3 separate regions of the Mus musculus genome follow, and regions 2 and 3 are each linked to region 1. The links are chromatin contacts, called in public Hi-C and promoter capture Hi-C maps. All regions are on one chromosome and are shown on one strand. The core of a region is the stretch at or near the end of the contact, and the rest is flanking DNA. Distances in the headings are between cores, read along the strand shown. Region 1 holds the start of Gfod1 (glucose-fructose oxidoreductase domain containing 1). Region 2 holds the start of Tmem170b (transmembrane protein 170B). Region 3 overlaps Dtnbp1 (dystrobrevin binding protein 1).

Region 1 (4,627 bases), core at 1,455-3,954:
AAGAGACCAACGCGCTGGAATACAGAGCCTGTAGCCGGAAGTGGTTAAATACTAAGGTATGCAAGATCAGAGTGAGGTCAAGTTAGGTTACGTAGGGTTGTTCAGGTTCCCTAAGGACTTTGGAATATATGTGTCACTCAAATCCATTGTCGTTGTAGGACATGAGATGACTCACCTTTCAAAAGATCGCTTTGCTCTCTCTGGCTACTGAGCAGAGAGTACAGAGTGAAAGCAGGCAGACCAGCAAGGACAGTGTCTAGCTACTGATATCCCGGACTTAAATGCTCCAGCAGGGGCATTCAAAGGGCAGCCTCTCTTTGAAAGACATGCATAAAAGTCCATCTTCCCTCCTTTGTGGATAACAGGGAATGGTATTGTTACAGGGGACTGAGAAGGTGTATATATGTACATACCTGTGGTATAGGCTTGGGAGGTGGAGACAGGAGGATCAGAATGTAATCAAGATCGTCCTCCTCTGGATAGTGTGTTGGATTCTAGCCTGAGCTACATGAGACCTCATCTGAAAACAAAACAAAAACCCAAATAAACCAAACCAAACCAAAAAACAAACAAACAAACAAACAACAAACAGTGGCTGGAAAGATGGCTCAGCAGGTAAGAGTGCTCACTGTCCTTTCAGAGAGCTTGAGTTCTGTCTCTGATGCTCATATAGAATGGTTCACAACCACCTGCAGCTCCTGCTCCAGCTTCAGCAGATCCAGTCAATGCCCTCTTCTGACCTCCAAGAGTATATGCATTCATGTGGTATATACCCACACCCATACATAGAAACAATAGTAAAGGAAAAACCCAAATCGACAAACAAACAAACCCAAACAACATAAAAGAGCATAACGGAATTCATTCAGGATATATACATGGCCTAACATTTATTTTCAAATAGAATGTATGTAATAAAAATAAATATCAAAATAGAGGGCATATATATCACATAGAACCTTTCTAGGGAGCATCCTTCTCAGGACGTCACGACTGTCAAATCACATGGTCCTCTCTAGTGTTAGCTATTGTCCCCCTTTACAGACGGACACAGAGAAGACATTTGTCCCGGGTCCCACAGGGTGTAAATGGCAGAGCCAAGAGTCAGCTCTGGCTTCTGACTCTGCAAGCCAGGAGTCACCCACCTTGCACCTGTCCAGGGGCGGCACACCGTGGCTCTCGCTCTGCTCCAAAGCAGCACCCTGGCAGCCATGGCTGCACGCCTCCTTTTCCTTAGGCACTTCTCAGCTAACCATCAGCAGGCATATCTTGTCTGCTCTTTGTCTGACCCTGTTCAGGTTGTTGCCAATCCCGGAGCACTTTGTCCTTTTTAATAATGTCGTCCTGAGGTCAACTTTGCCTCCTCCCATTGCCACATCAGCCTTTGTGTGTGTGTGTGTGTGTGTGTGTGTGTGTGTACAGCTCTCTCCAAGAGCCCCGTCTCTGTGCCAGTTGTTACAGTTGCTTTAAACACTCGGATGTATCATGTTTTCCACGCTTATGTTGAAGCAGGACACGTGTCTCTTCCTCTGAGTGCTAAAGGCCAGGGATGAACATAATAGACAGTAGTAACCTCACCTTTCCAGAAACACTGAGCTAGAAGAGCAGGTCCACTTGCCCTTTGGCATTGACTCCTCCCTCCCAGTACGAAGAGGGCACAATGTGACAGGTGGTGAATATCCATCCATTTGTGTACTTAGACAAGTGCCTACTATCTCCTTAGGCCCCGTGATAAGTGACGAGGATATCTTGAGCCATCAGACGCTCACTCAGTCACCACCGCAGTTAGGGCTTTCCACGCATCTCGGACTGATGGTCCCCAGCATTCTGACTGCAGATGTATTAAAGGCCAGGAGAAGCGCTGTGCCAGGGAACTGAAGCTGACAGAGGGCAGTGGCCAGGAGTGGCAGGCAGCCAGAAGTAAACAAGGAAGACCAGACTCTAGACACACGTGCCACAGCCACTGCGGAGTCTGGGTGAGGTCGCCCATGCCACATGGGCACAAGCATGGAGTAGGTGACCAGTGGAGCCTCCTCAGGAGTGGAGTTGGTTTGGGATTGGAGCTGGCACACTTGCGAGTCAGAACTCTAGGGGTTCAGCGCCGAGATGCTGGTGTCTGCCTTCCGATCCTGGCACTGTTGTTCATGTGTGTCACCTTGAGCAAGTCCCTTAACCTCCTCAGAGCTCACTTTCTCATCAATGAAACGAGTTTCCAATAACCTCAGGGTTAAGTGCCTGGACAGCTTCCTAGAGCAGTGGCGAGCACAGAAAAATATCCGGGAGAGGAGACTGTGAACCACGCTGCTCACACTTCGTGGGGTCCTCCGGCCTCCCCGGGGTCTTAGCATCCGCCAATCTTTTCCAAGGAACCCAGTCCTAGCCTATTAAGGGCGCGCCCTGCTTTGATAGATTTATTTGCTTGCTTGGGCGGAGCTTGGAGCACAACGAGGAGGAGGCGGCCGCGGAGGCGGAGAGCGCAGAGAAAGGGAAGCCACCCGGGGGCAGCAGGCGAGACAGGCGGGGCCGGGGAGGAGTCAAAGCGGGTTCCAGGGGCCGGGCGCTGAGCGCAACGAGTGCCTTGGGCGGCGGAGACAAGGGCGGGGGCGACGCTTGGCGGCCAATGGAGCACGGCGCTACCGCAAGGGCGGTGCAGGAACCCCGGCCGCTGACAGTCAAAGTCGCCAACTCCGCCCTCGTACCCGCGGGATCCCGGAGCCGGAGCCCGAGCCCGAGCGGGGCCGAGGCCGCCCAAGGCGCGCTGCGAGCGAGCGAATATGGCAGCAGAATGAGGAGCCTGGCGCCGGGTGGTGTCCGCCGCTGCGGTGCTGCTGCTCGGGATCGGCGCCTGGTACACTACGAGCCTCATCCTTAGTCGGCCTCCGGGTGGCCTCTGGGTTCCATTCGTTACCAAGGACTTGGGGAAAAAGAAGATCCGCAGCCCACAGAGGGTGGTGAAGCGGGAGCGCCATCCGGGAGAGAGATTCTGCCGGGATGAGCCGGCCATGGGGCGGCCTCCGCGGGGCGCACGGAGCCGGCCGGCGCTGCGGCGGGAGCGCTGCCTGAGCCCGGGCTCCACGGGGCTTCGGGGCCTCGTGCGTCCTGGCGGAGTCCCTGCCGCTGTCTCCGGGAAGGACACGAGCCCCGAGTGGCGGGCACTGCAGCAGTCACCGCGCTGAGGCTCCCGGAGCCTGCAGGGTCTGTGGTTCGGTGCGCTGTCACGCCACCGCACTCGGGCGCCTTGCCCGGGGCTCGGCGGCTAGCGCAGCGCAGCGAGGTCGGTCGAGGAGCCGGGGACTGCGGGACCGGCCGGAGAGGCGTGTGCGCCGGTGTTCGACTGGAGATCCCGGCAGCAGCAGAACCGGGCGGACCTGAGCAGCCATGCTTCCCGGGGTGGGCGTGTTCGGCACCAGCCTCACAGCCCGAGTCATCATCCCGCTGCTGAAAGATGAGGGCTTCGCGGTGAAGGCGCTGTGGGGCCGCACGCAGGAAGAAGCCGAGGAGCTGGCCAAGGAGATGAGCGTTCCTTTCTACACCAGCCGCATCGACGAGGTGCTCCTGCACCAGGATGTGGACTTGGTGTGCATCAACCTGCCGCCGCCGCTCACTAGGCAGATCGCTGTCAAAACCCTGGGTGAGCGACCCCTCCCCCAGCCCTCTCTTCTTTAGCTCGGCTCTTCGCTTCTCTCCAATTGGACATATCCCAGGAATCCCAAACCCAAGCTTGTTAGTCCCAGCTTTCCCCTTTCCAGTCGGTGGCCTCCCCCACCTCCACGCTTCGCTCCTGATACCAGCTGGAAGCGCATCCCCACGTGTGTGGTGCGGAGGCTAGAATAGGCTTGGATTCTAGGTATAGGAACCGAATGGGTCAGATACAGAAGACCGGTTGCTGTTCCAGGAGGGAAACTCGGTACCCAGCTGTATACGTTAGTTAGTGCTCTGGTGTGTGGGTGCGCGTGCGTCTGGAAAAGGAGAGCGCGTGGCCAGGAACCCTTGAATAAAGGGCCGCACACGTGGTGGCAGGGTTTTTCCTGGGTGTACCTGTTTGTGAGCAGCTGTGGCACCCAGTTTGGATCGTTTTGTTTCCCTCCACAGTAAGTGAGTTTACTGTGAGATTAGAGAACTGACAGCTGGCTGGAATTATCTCTTCTGCTCTGGAAGGAAGCAAGTGAGAGTGGGCGGGTCTATCAGAACACTCTCAGATGTGTCAGAGGTTAGTAAAGATTGTAATTTAACCTTTGGGCACAGTCTCCCAGGAGTGGGTGTCTACTCTAGTTGAGAATTATATACCTTGTATTCTTCCGAGATGAAAATTGTGGTTTCAAAGGCAAGGATGCTTTGTGTGTGTGGAGGGGGCCGGGGTGGGAGGGGGAAGCCAGACGCTGCAGTTTCCTTTGGAAACGTGCGATGGCACCTCCGTATTTTGCCTCGGGAATATTCCAGAGACACATTGTGTTTACAAGCAGGCTGGGGCTTCTTTCTGGGCTCAAACGAGTGTCTTGAGCAAGTCTGTTCATCAGCAGTTCCCTTCCATACCTAAACCAACCACGCTCGGCTATTCCCAGGCGTTTCATACTTACCCTTGGAAGCCAGGGTTACTGAAGTGGAGAAAAAGCTCCTAACAAACTAG
Region 2 (4,627 bases), core at 778-3,277, 1.7 Mb after region 1:
TAATGTGATTAAAAACAGAAGTAGGTACAAAGAGCAGAAGTAGCAGGATGAAGCAAGAAATTCACCCTGTCTGATGGAGCAGAGGGCAAAGCTGAATGAAGAGCTGTACAGTGGTAACGGGAAGACACTCGGAGGCAGACTGGTTCGGAAGGCCCACTTGCTCACTATCTGGCTTAGGGCAGTTTAATTTGCCTGAATTGCTTTGTGTATATGCTTTGCAGAGTTGGAGTAATACTCAGTAAATGGTGAGCTTATTGTCTCCTCTTAGGAGCTGAATTTGCTTGCTTATTTTGGACAGGCTAAGCAGTACAGGCTAAGCAGTACATGGCACAGCAGACAGCATCTCTTGACTATCAAGCTACATACGAAACAGCTTCAGTGAGCCAAGCTGGTCATTAATACAGGCAATATATATCACTAAGTTTTTAATCATTGTACTTTAATAAACAATTCATGCTTTATAAATGTGAATCTGTGGGCAAATACGAACAAGGTCATAAGTAAAATAAAGGGATCTATCTTGAGATGATCTTTATGTAAATTTAACTTTTCAGAACTATAAAAATGCAACTAAGAAGACGCCTCTGCTGGCTCCAGGGTCTCCTTTACTGGTGTGGTTTTCATAAGTAAGGAATTAAGCAACCTGAAAATTTATCTGGGTGGTACGCAATGCCGTTATATTTTTCTCCTTGAACATATGAACCCTGTATCATGCCAGATTTTGCCTATAAGTATACTACATACTATTAATTTGCTATCACACAGATTTTGAAATAGTAACGTTCAATTGGAGTTAAGACATTTTAAAGAACTGAGTTTTTGTTTGGGGTTTTGGTTGTGGTTTCACAAAAGCAGCTACTCCGGAGTCAAACTGTTGACCCTACTGCTTTCCAGTCAATATTACTCTTTAGACGCTATTTTTAAAACTCGGAACTCAAAAGAGTTTAAGCACTTCCACACTGAGAAAACCAGAAGTTTCTTCACAAGCAAACCTGCATATGAAATCATATTATGTGTACTAATGCTTACTCTGACAACCTGATGCTATAACGTAGCTAAACCCCATTCCCAATCACATTGATTAATGAAGGGAAATACACAGAATTCTCCAATTTCACAAATACAGCAACTTGAAGCCAGGAGACAGCCAGACAAAAGGAAATAGCAGAGAAGACAACTGTTTCGACTGCTCTAGACCTTGGTCCAGCCCCTGACCCCGCTATTATCTACTTAGTCATATCTCTCTCTCTCTCTCAACAAATAAAGGAACGAACGGTCGGTCCACCGTGATCACGGTGAGCAGGCAATAGGAGTACTGCAATTGGTTTGACATCTGTCAGCAAGAAAAAGGGCTAAACCAGGAAAGAAAGACTAAAAAAGATCGAAACTGCAAGAAGCGGTGTATGTGCGTGCGCGCGCGCACGGGGAAAGGCGGGGGGGGGGGGGGGGGTTAATGACAGAAACATGAACTGTGATCCAGTCGGGGCACTGGCGCGACTCGCGCGTGCTCCAGCGGCCCGCACCGGGCCGGGTTTGCGGACGCCCCGAACACCCGTGGAGTGGGTCCCCCACCGCTCCCTCCGCCCGGCGCATTACCCGTGAGGTTCCTCAGCACCGTGCCATGGGCCCAGAGGCTCAGGACCTGCTGCACCGACAGGTTGATCATCGAGTGGTCGGCGCCCTCCGCCCTCATCGTCCCCGCGGGGCGGCAGCGGGGCGCTCCGGGGGGCGCCGCTCGGCGGGTGTCGCAGGCAGCGTCCTCCCCGCCGGGGAGACATCGAGGAGCGCTGGCGGGCGAGGCCTGGGGCCGCGGGAGGGACCGCCGCTCCCGCTCAGGGCCCGCGTCGCGCCGCGGGGGCCCGCCACGCCACGAGGCCCGGGTCACGCCGTGAGGCCCGCGCGGAGCGGCAGCCGGCAGGGGCAGGCCGCGAGACGAGGCTCATCGCGGGGACGCGCGACGAGGCAGCGGCGCCCGGCCGCGGCACCTGCCGCCCGCCTGCCGCTCGGCCTTTGGGTAGCCAACACTCGAGGAGCCGCCCCCTCCGCCCGCGACCGCCCCGGGGCGCGCGCATGCGCGTGTCCGCTCCTCGGCCCCGCCTCCCCGGGGGTGAGCGGCTGCGCACGCGCACTGCCTCCCCCCCGCTCCTCGCGCGCGCGCGCGCGCCGCCCTAGGCACCCGGGAGCTCAGGCTGTCGTCGGCTCCCAGCGTCCGCCCGCAGTGGGGCGGAGGGAGCGCCACCTACGTCACTGGCGCCACCGCTGGGTCTCGCCGCTCATTGGCTGCTCCGAGGGAACAGACTCCAAGCCCCTCGCCCCCTCCTGACTGCGCGCCCCCGGAAACCTGAAACCGGTGAGCTGGGCGGGGATGAGAGAGCTGTGTATAGGTCCCGGGAGCTGCCAGGATTTTTGGAGCCTGCGCTTCGCTGCTCCAGATCCTTCCCTCTCCGTGAGGGCGTCTGCGAGCAACTTTTTGCAAAGGTGTAAATGCTCAAGATTTCATTTGTAGGGTTGTCTGAGAGTGCGTCCAGTGACCTGGATACGCCCCTCCCTTTGCTAAATCTACTAAAACAGAAATAGATCCTCTTTGTCATTTCAGCCAGTCTTCTGGCCGGCCAGCAGTAAAATACGAACTCCCCTTAGCTGCAGGATCTGAAACCACTTATTGACGCAGGGCCCCGTAGGTGTCCGAATGAATCCTCCTGGCCAAGGCTGGCTCTAGCGCTTCTTCCAGATAGGACTCTTTTCATCTAAAATTGTGAATCTCCCCAGCACTTAAACTAACTCAGCTTCGTCTCCCTGTCCTTCAAATCCAAGGTCAGCCTCAGAAGCATCTTAACTCCAGTTATGCTAGTTACAGTCTTCCTTGATGTTTGAAACCTTTTAACTTGAAATTAAAAAAAAAAAAATCGTGTTTGCATAAAAAACGTTAGTGCTCCTCACCCCATCCCCCTCGCCCAATTCCATCTTTTTCCAAATACTCTGCTGCTAAAGTTTACAGAAGGAAGTGAAGAAAGAATAGCTAAGCCAATCAAGTGTTTTTGCCCAGTAACTGAAGATTCGAATTGCCTAAATATTGTTGCTTTTGGTGAGCACCTTAAAAATGACAATAATGTATATGCAGGTTTATATTTATGCATGTTTTTGTTTTGCTCCCACAATATAGAAAAAAGTTTGGGCGTCATTAAGAGGAACCGTACTAAAACCTACTATGGTGTAGGGTTCAATGGCTGAATTAAATGTCAATTCAGGAGTATAGACTATCAGACATAAATGAGTTTAACATCAAATTCATTTTAGATAAAGAAGGGGCTTCATTTCTTTCTTTGTTGTTGTTGTTGTTGTTGTTGTTCTTCTTCTTCTTCTTCTTCTTCTTCTTCTTCTTCTTCTTCTTCTCCTATTTTTTTAAATTCTTCCTGGCAGCCATAGTATATGTCCTATCTTTCTAGTCTGAATTAAAGTTCAGAATGGGAAGTTAACCTCATGGTGCTGCGAAGGGATTTAACATTATTAGGTAACATGAGCACATTCACTGACAGATATAGCCAAGCCTCCGAAGGACATGTTAAACTCTCCTGTCGTCAGCTTACAAAATGAACCAGAAAACCTGCTTAACTAGCCAAAGAAGAGATGTTTGTAACAACCGCAGAAAATCACTCATGCTAATGGAGGGCTGTGGTTGCACCAACTACACAGAGGTCCCTTTTGTATCAGCAACACCCATCCTACTACTAGGCTGCCAGGAAAAACTGCTGCCCTAGGCAGAAGCAGTTGCAGGATCAGCTAGAGTCTATCAAGGGCTGTATAGCAAACAGTACAGGGCAAGCTGTTTGAAGCTCCCTTCCTAAGGCATCCATGGATTGTTCCAGATACTTGGTGCTGGTAGAGCGGCTGCTTGGCTGGCAGTCCTTTTGCTCAAGGCTGACAGAGATACAAGGGAGAGTCAACACCTGCCAAATGGTCAAACTAACCCATCCCCAACATCTTTATTAGTAGATGAATATTGGAAAGAGAGCCCATAATTTAAGAAATTACCATTAACAGTAATGGTGTTCATAATGTGTTTTAGCAGTATGTTGATAGTAGTTAACAGCTGCCTATCGCCTGATGGACAGATAGGCCCTCCTCATCTGCCTCACACACATGAGCCTGCCCACACAAGAGTCTTTACCCCAGCAAATGTTTACTGCTTATGTAACCTCAGGAAGATTATGTAAGGCTTCTAACTCTGTTGTTGTGAGTTTTTGTAACTTTCTTGTGAGTCCCTCTACATCCGTCCAAGGAGAAGCGTTCCCGTCTAAAGGAAAATCCTATACGACGACGTTTGAGGTTGGCTCTATGATTGTTTCCGATACTATCACTGCAACTGATAAAACATTTCGGTTGAGAATCTATTGTCCATTCACTCCAAACAATCTAAGATTCGAACATCCCCACTTCCTCATAACTGTTTCCTGCTTTCCCGATCATAGCGCAGCGGATTGAATATTTTGTCACTCGTAAAACCTAAGTGTCTGGTTCTAGCCCTAGTTTGACTGCATTAGCTAATGTGAACACTTAACTACAATGGGTTAGTAATCACTAAGTTTCAGTTTCACTACTTGTACATCTTAATATTTCCTTATCTACT
Region 3 (4,627 bases), core at 1,130-3,629, 1.7 Mb before region 1:
GTCTGTCCATACACCTTCACTTGCTAATGTTTATTGCATTGAGTCCTTGGACTGGTTAGAGGTGACACCATCAGTATTGGATCCTCACTGGGACTCCTCTCAGTTCCTGTTGTTGTCCTGTGTCATGGAGATCCTGCAGCTTTGGATCAGCAGGACTGGCCCTTTTCGAGTGTCCCAGCCATTCACAGATGACACAGATTTTGAAGTGGGCCAACACAAAGCCCTGGATCTGGCCAGGGGAGGTGGCTGAGCCGGTCATCAGGATGGCCTTCCTTTATCCACACCACCAGGGTGAGCTCTGCAGCACAGCTCTACCTACCCCAGCAGCAGCAGGAGGGAGGGTCAGCTCTTCTGCTCACACCCTCAGCGCTGGATCCCTGGTACCTCCACCATCAGGGCCAGCTCTGCTGTGTTGCCCAGGTGAGATGCAGCCCCCCAACCCCAAGTGGTACAGCCAGTGAGGGGGCAGGGCTAGCTCACCTGCTCCCATGCCCTTGGAGCCAGCTCTCCCGACTACCCGCCACAGGTGTTGAGGCAGGAGGGAGAAGGGCATCACCCCTTCCCACCCATAGCACCTCACACATGGTGGGGCCAGCTCTCCTGAGCTTGCGCTCTGCTCCCTGGGCTGGCTCACCTTGACCCTTCCACCAGGGCTTGCTCTCCTGAGTACTGCAGCTGGCAAGGGCAGATAAGTTTGATAGAATTTTAGATAGAATGGAAAATCAAGTTCTCTCTCAGCAGCCATATAGATAATATTGTGTTTAGAAATTGTGTCTTAAACCTTTTCATTTTTAGGGCTAGATGGCTGATCAGGTACTTGCTGGATAAGCCCAGCAACCTGAGTCTGGTTCCCAGAGCCCATGTAAAAGTGGAAGGAAACCTGTCCCACAGAGTTGACCTTGGACCTCCACACATGTGCCACGGCATGCTCTCCCATGATGCATACTCACACACAGTAATAACAATAGTAATAATTAAAATTGGAAATTTTATTTTGAGATGATTTCAGCTTTATGAAAACATGACAAAATTAGAGCAAGAAATTCTTCCCAGTGTTTGCATTTTGTATAATTGGAGCATGATGATCAAACCGGAAAATTAATGTTGTGTTACTGCAAACAGATTTATCCGGACGTTGTCACTTACTGATGCCTTCCTTCTGTCTCTAGGACAGAGCATATTGCGTCAGTTTGCTGCCTCCTTTTTCTTTAGTCTGTAATTGGCAGTGAGCTTCGTGACCTTGATGATTGGAGACCATGTCCTCTTTCCTAGTACCTTTCCACAAAAGAGATCAAAGCAAGTGTGTGCTCACAGTTTGTGGTAGGAGGCAGCGATGTGGGTCTTGTGACTTGTTAAAGCACCTGCATGGTTTCTTTTGCCTCCAGGGTAGTGAGCATTCTGTAGAGAGATTTTGAGACTATGGTTCTTTTCAGTTTCATACCAATTAGGAGGTTTTCTTGACAGTTACTTCTGTTGTATTTATTCATTACCTAGACTGTATCTATTTTGATTTCTTCTATAAAGTCACTAATTTTATTTCTGCTGTAAAGAAAAGTTTTTCTGAGTCTGAGAGTTGGCTCAGTGCTTAAAAGCACTTGTTCTTTCAGAGGACCCAAGTTGAATTTTCAGCACCCACGTGGCAGTTCACAGGTGTCTCTAACTCCAGTCCCAGAGGGACCAACATCCTTCTCTGGCCTTCTTGGCACCAGGCACACACGTGGTGCAGGCAAAGACTGACAGACAGTAATTTTCAAGTTTTTATAAGCTTGGGATGGTGACTTCCACACCTGTGACTCCAGCACTTGGGAGGCAGAGGCAGGAGAATTGCTGGGCATTTGGGGAGATTAGTCTGTATAACAAGTACGGTGCCAGATAGTTTTAAACATTGAGACTTTTCTCCAAAAAAGAAAAAATTGTTTTTCTCTTTTCTATTTAAAAAAAAAAAGAAATTCAACTATTTGTGTGACTAGGGTCTCTGCTATTCTGTTCCTCAAGTCTCTGCTCGTGTGACATGGCATTTTTGTGGTTAATTTCTGCATCCACAGTATATTACAAACTCCACTAACTGTGTGCCCTTTCGATGTCTGTTTACGTTTTAAATTATTCTTTGCATTTTTAGGTATGAGGATGCGTGGGCTGCACTTCACAGAAGAGCCAAGGAGTGTGCAGACGCTGGCGAGGTAGAGTGTGCTGACCTTACTCTTTGGTAGAGTCCCTCTTTGCAGCCCTAAATGCCAGGTCCAGCCAGAGTAAAAGGGTTGCTTGGTTTCTCTGATTTGCAATATTGAAAGAAGAAGCTGGACCCACCTCCAGTACTGAGCTCGGGCGGGGTCCTATGTACAAGTGAAGAATCATTACCCATCATGTAGTGTAAATGTGGGTGTGCAGAGGCTGACAGGAGAGCGGTGAACGAGTTTTCAGTTACAAAACCCATGTTTGTGCATGTGTGTATTGTGAGCTCTTTGCACTAAGCCTGTAAAATTTCAGGGAATGGCAAAAATGAGGAAATGAAGTCAGCGTGGTTATTAACAAAGCAGGAGGTTAGAGCCAGAAGCTGGGGGCTTTGTCCATGGTGCACTGACTCTGAGATGCTTACATGTGCCCTTTGACCTTTGAAGTGGCCTATATTTCCTGGTGAATGGTTAAAGTGGGTGAGGAAGGAATAGGGAAACCTGATAGTCCTCAGAACAGTTGGTAAAACTGGTTTCCTTCCTGCATTTGCTACTGTGTTTTATCTTCATAGTGCAGGGTTCTGAGTGTGTTTCCTGTACACACACAGAACCCCTGCATTAAGAAATGAACATCAGATGTATCTTTTTTTTTTTTTAATGGTTTTTCGAGACAGGATTTCTCTGTATAGCCATGGCTGCCCTGGAACTCACTTTGTAGACCAGGCCGAACTCAGAATACTCAAGAAATCCCTCATGGATTGGAGTTTACTCCAAGGTCCTTAAGATTTTCACAGATTAATTAGACTCTCCTTACAAAACCCAATCTATTCAAAGTCGGAGTCACCAGAAGCAAAGATGACCCCTGAGGCTGTCCTGAAACATAAACTTCAAGAGTGAAAACTTAAGTCAGGTGTGAAGATGAACACTTGCAATCCCAGCATTTGACAGGCTGAAGCAGGAGGATTGCTCTCATCTTGAGCTCAGTCTTGGCTACAAAGAGAGTTCCAGGTTCTCCTGGTCTATACAGAATTATTATCTCAGAAACATAAAAACAAACCAAACAAAAACCCTCTCAGTAATGTGACCTTGAAGCTTACAAATGGGTAAATGAGTGTCTTTTTCAGTATTGCTTAAACTTGTGTTCATGTCAGGTCTGTCCCTGATAAAATAATAGCTTTTTATCAGACAGCACCAATCTCAGGCAAGGAGATGGGCTGTTCAGTGTTGTCAAGAAATTACTCTACAATTATTTCTACAGTATATTCTTTAAAAGATTATTATTCGTTTATGTGTGTGGGTGTTTTGCCTGCTTGTATGTGTGTGCACTCCATATGTGTCTAGTGCTATGGAGGCCAGAAGAGGGCATTGGTTTCCCTGAAACTGGAGTTCATTTGTGAGCTACCATGTGGGTGCTGGGAATCAAACCAGGCTCTGTAGACTATCAGCCAGTGCTCTTAACTGCTGAGCCACCTTTCTAGTTCCCAGAGCATATTCTTATATACTTGTAGGGTTCAGAGCAGTGTCTATGAAAGCACACAGCTATGGTCGGTGGTAATTGGATTGTTTATAAGCTTTGTCTAAGCAGTTGTGGTTTCCCCCTCCCTCCTCCACAGTCTACAGACAAATAGTTAAAAGTTACTTAAGGATTAGGCATCCATGGTAGTTTTCCGAAGCTAGACTTCTAGTGTTTTCCTTTTAATTCCTATTATTGCGAAACAGTTTCTAGTCTTTAGATTGAACTCTTAAGAGTAATGGTTTTATTTAGCAGTTTGATTTGTTAAGTGAGCTGAGTGAGACTTCACTTCTCTGCTCAGGGTGCATTTCCTGTGACAGGAGGGGAGGTTACAATTTCTGATTATCATCTTTGGTGCACTAATTTGTTTTGGTCTTACACAAACAGCCTGGTCTCTGTCTTTTTTTTAATCCATAAAATGTGTCAGACACCACTTAACTTTGCTTAACAAGCAAGCTTGTTCAGATAGACTGAATGAACTGTAGAGTTTTATGCTATGTTAATTAGTTTCATTGCTCTGACAAAATACTTGAGCTAATCAGCTTATTAAGGAGAAAGGGTTTGCTTGGCTATCATTTTGCTTTATGACTGGTCCTTTTGCTGTTGGTTAGACAGTGTGCCATGTTGGGAGCATTTGGTGGAAGAACTATGTTCATCTCACTGTAACCCAGGAGTCTGTCACCCAGAGGAGGAGCCTGGAATCCCCATCCTTTCAAAGACATGCCCGTGGTGGTTTAGCTTTCTCACGCTTAGCCTCACCTATGAAATGTTCCACTGTCTCCCAGCTACTCTGCATACACTGTTAGCTTGCAAGCCTTTGAGGAACATAGAAGATGTAGTTTTTGTAAGATAATATATCTAAATTGCTTAACCCAGAGTCGGGCTTGTAGCAGATGCTTAGTGTGTTGTACCATTGTATAATCATCTGTGATGGTTTGACAGT

The links. Promoter capture Hi-C pulls out the DNA fragments that hold promoters and counts their contacts. Hi-C and Micro-C count contacts between places; a contact is called where the count stands out from the background.
Region 2: a Hi-C map of CD8 T cells shows a contact between it and region 1, with 8 times the contacts expected there. The contact joins the promoter of Tmem170b here to the promoter of Gfod1 in region 1. A contact is called at or near these places in 2 of 39 promoter capture datasets (liver and pre-B cells) and 1 of 484 Hi-C or Micro-C datasets (CD8 T cells).
Region 3: a promoter capture Hi-C map of pre-B cells shows a contact between it and region 1, with 5 times the contacts expected there. The contact joins the enhancer-like site here to the promoter of Gfod1 in region 1. A contact is called at or near these places in 4 of 39 promoter capture datasets (the HPC-7 cell line, cranial neural crest, liver and 1 more) and 1 of 115 datasets of contacts at active chromatin or transcription factors (embryonic forebrain).

The regions. Positions count from the first base shown.
Region 1 is chr13:43,302,249-43,306,875 of GRCm38.p6, reverse strand. It overlaps Gfod1 (glucose-fructose oxidoreductase domain containing 1), which reads left to right and starts at 2,704. Exons shown (of 2, transcript NM_001033399.4): 1 at 2,704-3,631. The coding sequence starts at 3,379. It overlaps Gm52047 (a long non-coding RNA gene), which reads right to left and starts at 1,392. Exons shown (of 3, transcript XR_003950636.1): 1 at 1,146-1,392; 2 at 414-520.
Region 2 is chr13:41,603,282-41,607,908 of GRCm38.p6, reverse strand. Tmem170b (transmembrane protein 170B) reads right to left here and starts at 2,027. Exons shown (of 3, transcript NM_001163572.2): 1 at 1,597-2,027. The coding sequence starts at 1,693. It overlaps Gm32184 (a long non-coding RNA gene), which reads left to right and starts at 1,833. Exons shown (of 3, transcript XR_382252.4): 1 at 1,833-2,350.
Region 3 is chr13:44,983,588-44,988,214 of GRCm38.p6, reverse strand. Dtnbp1 (dystrobrevin binding protein 1) reads left to right here. Exons shown (of 10, transcript NM_025772.4): 4 at 2,120-2,180. Among named protein-coding and RNA genes, the nearest start is that of Dtnbp1, 16 kb to the left of the region's middle. Within about 2 kb of position 2,379, at least 31 of the 459 cell types and tissues checked have an H3K27ac peak or open chromatin away from gene starts, as enhancers often do. A contact at or near this core is called in the HPC-7 cell line and pre-B cells, where this site is marked.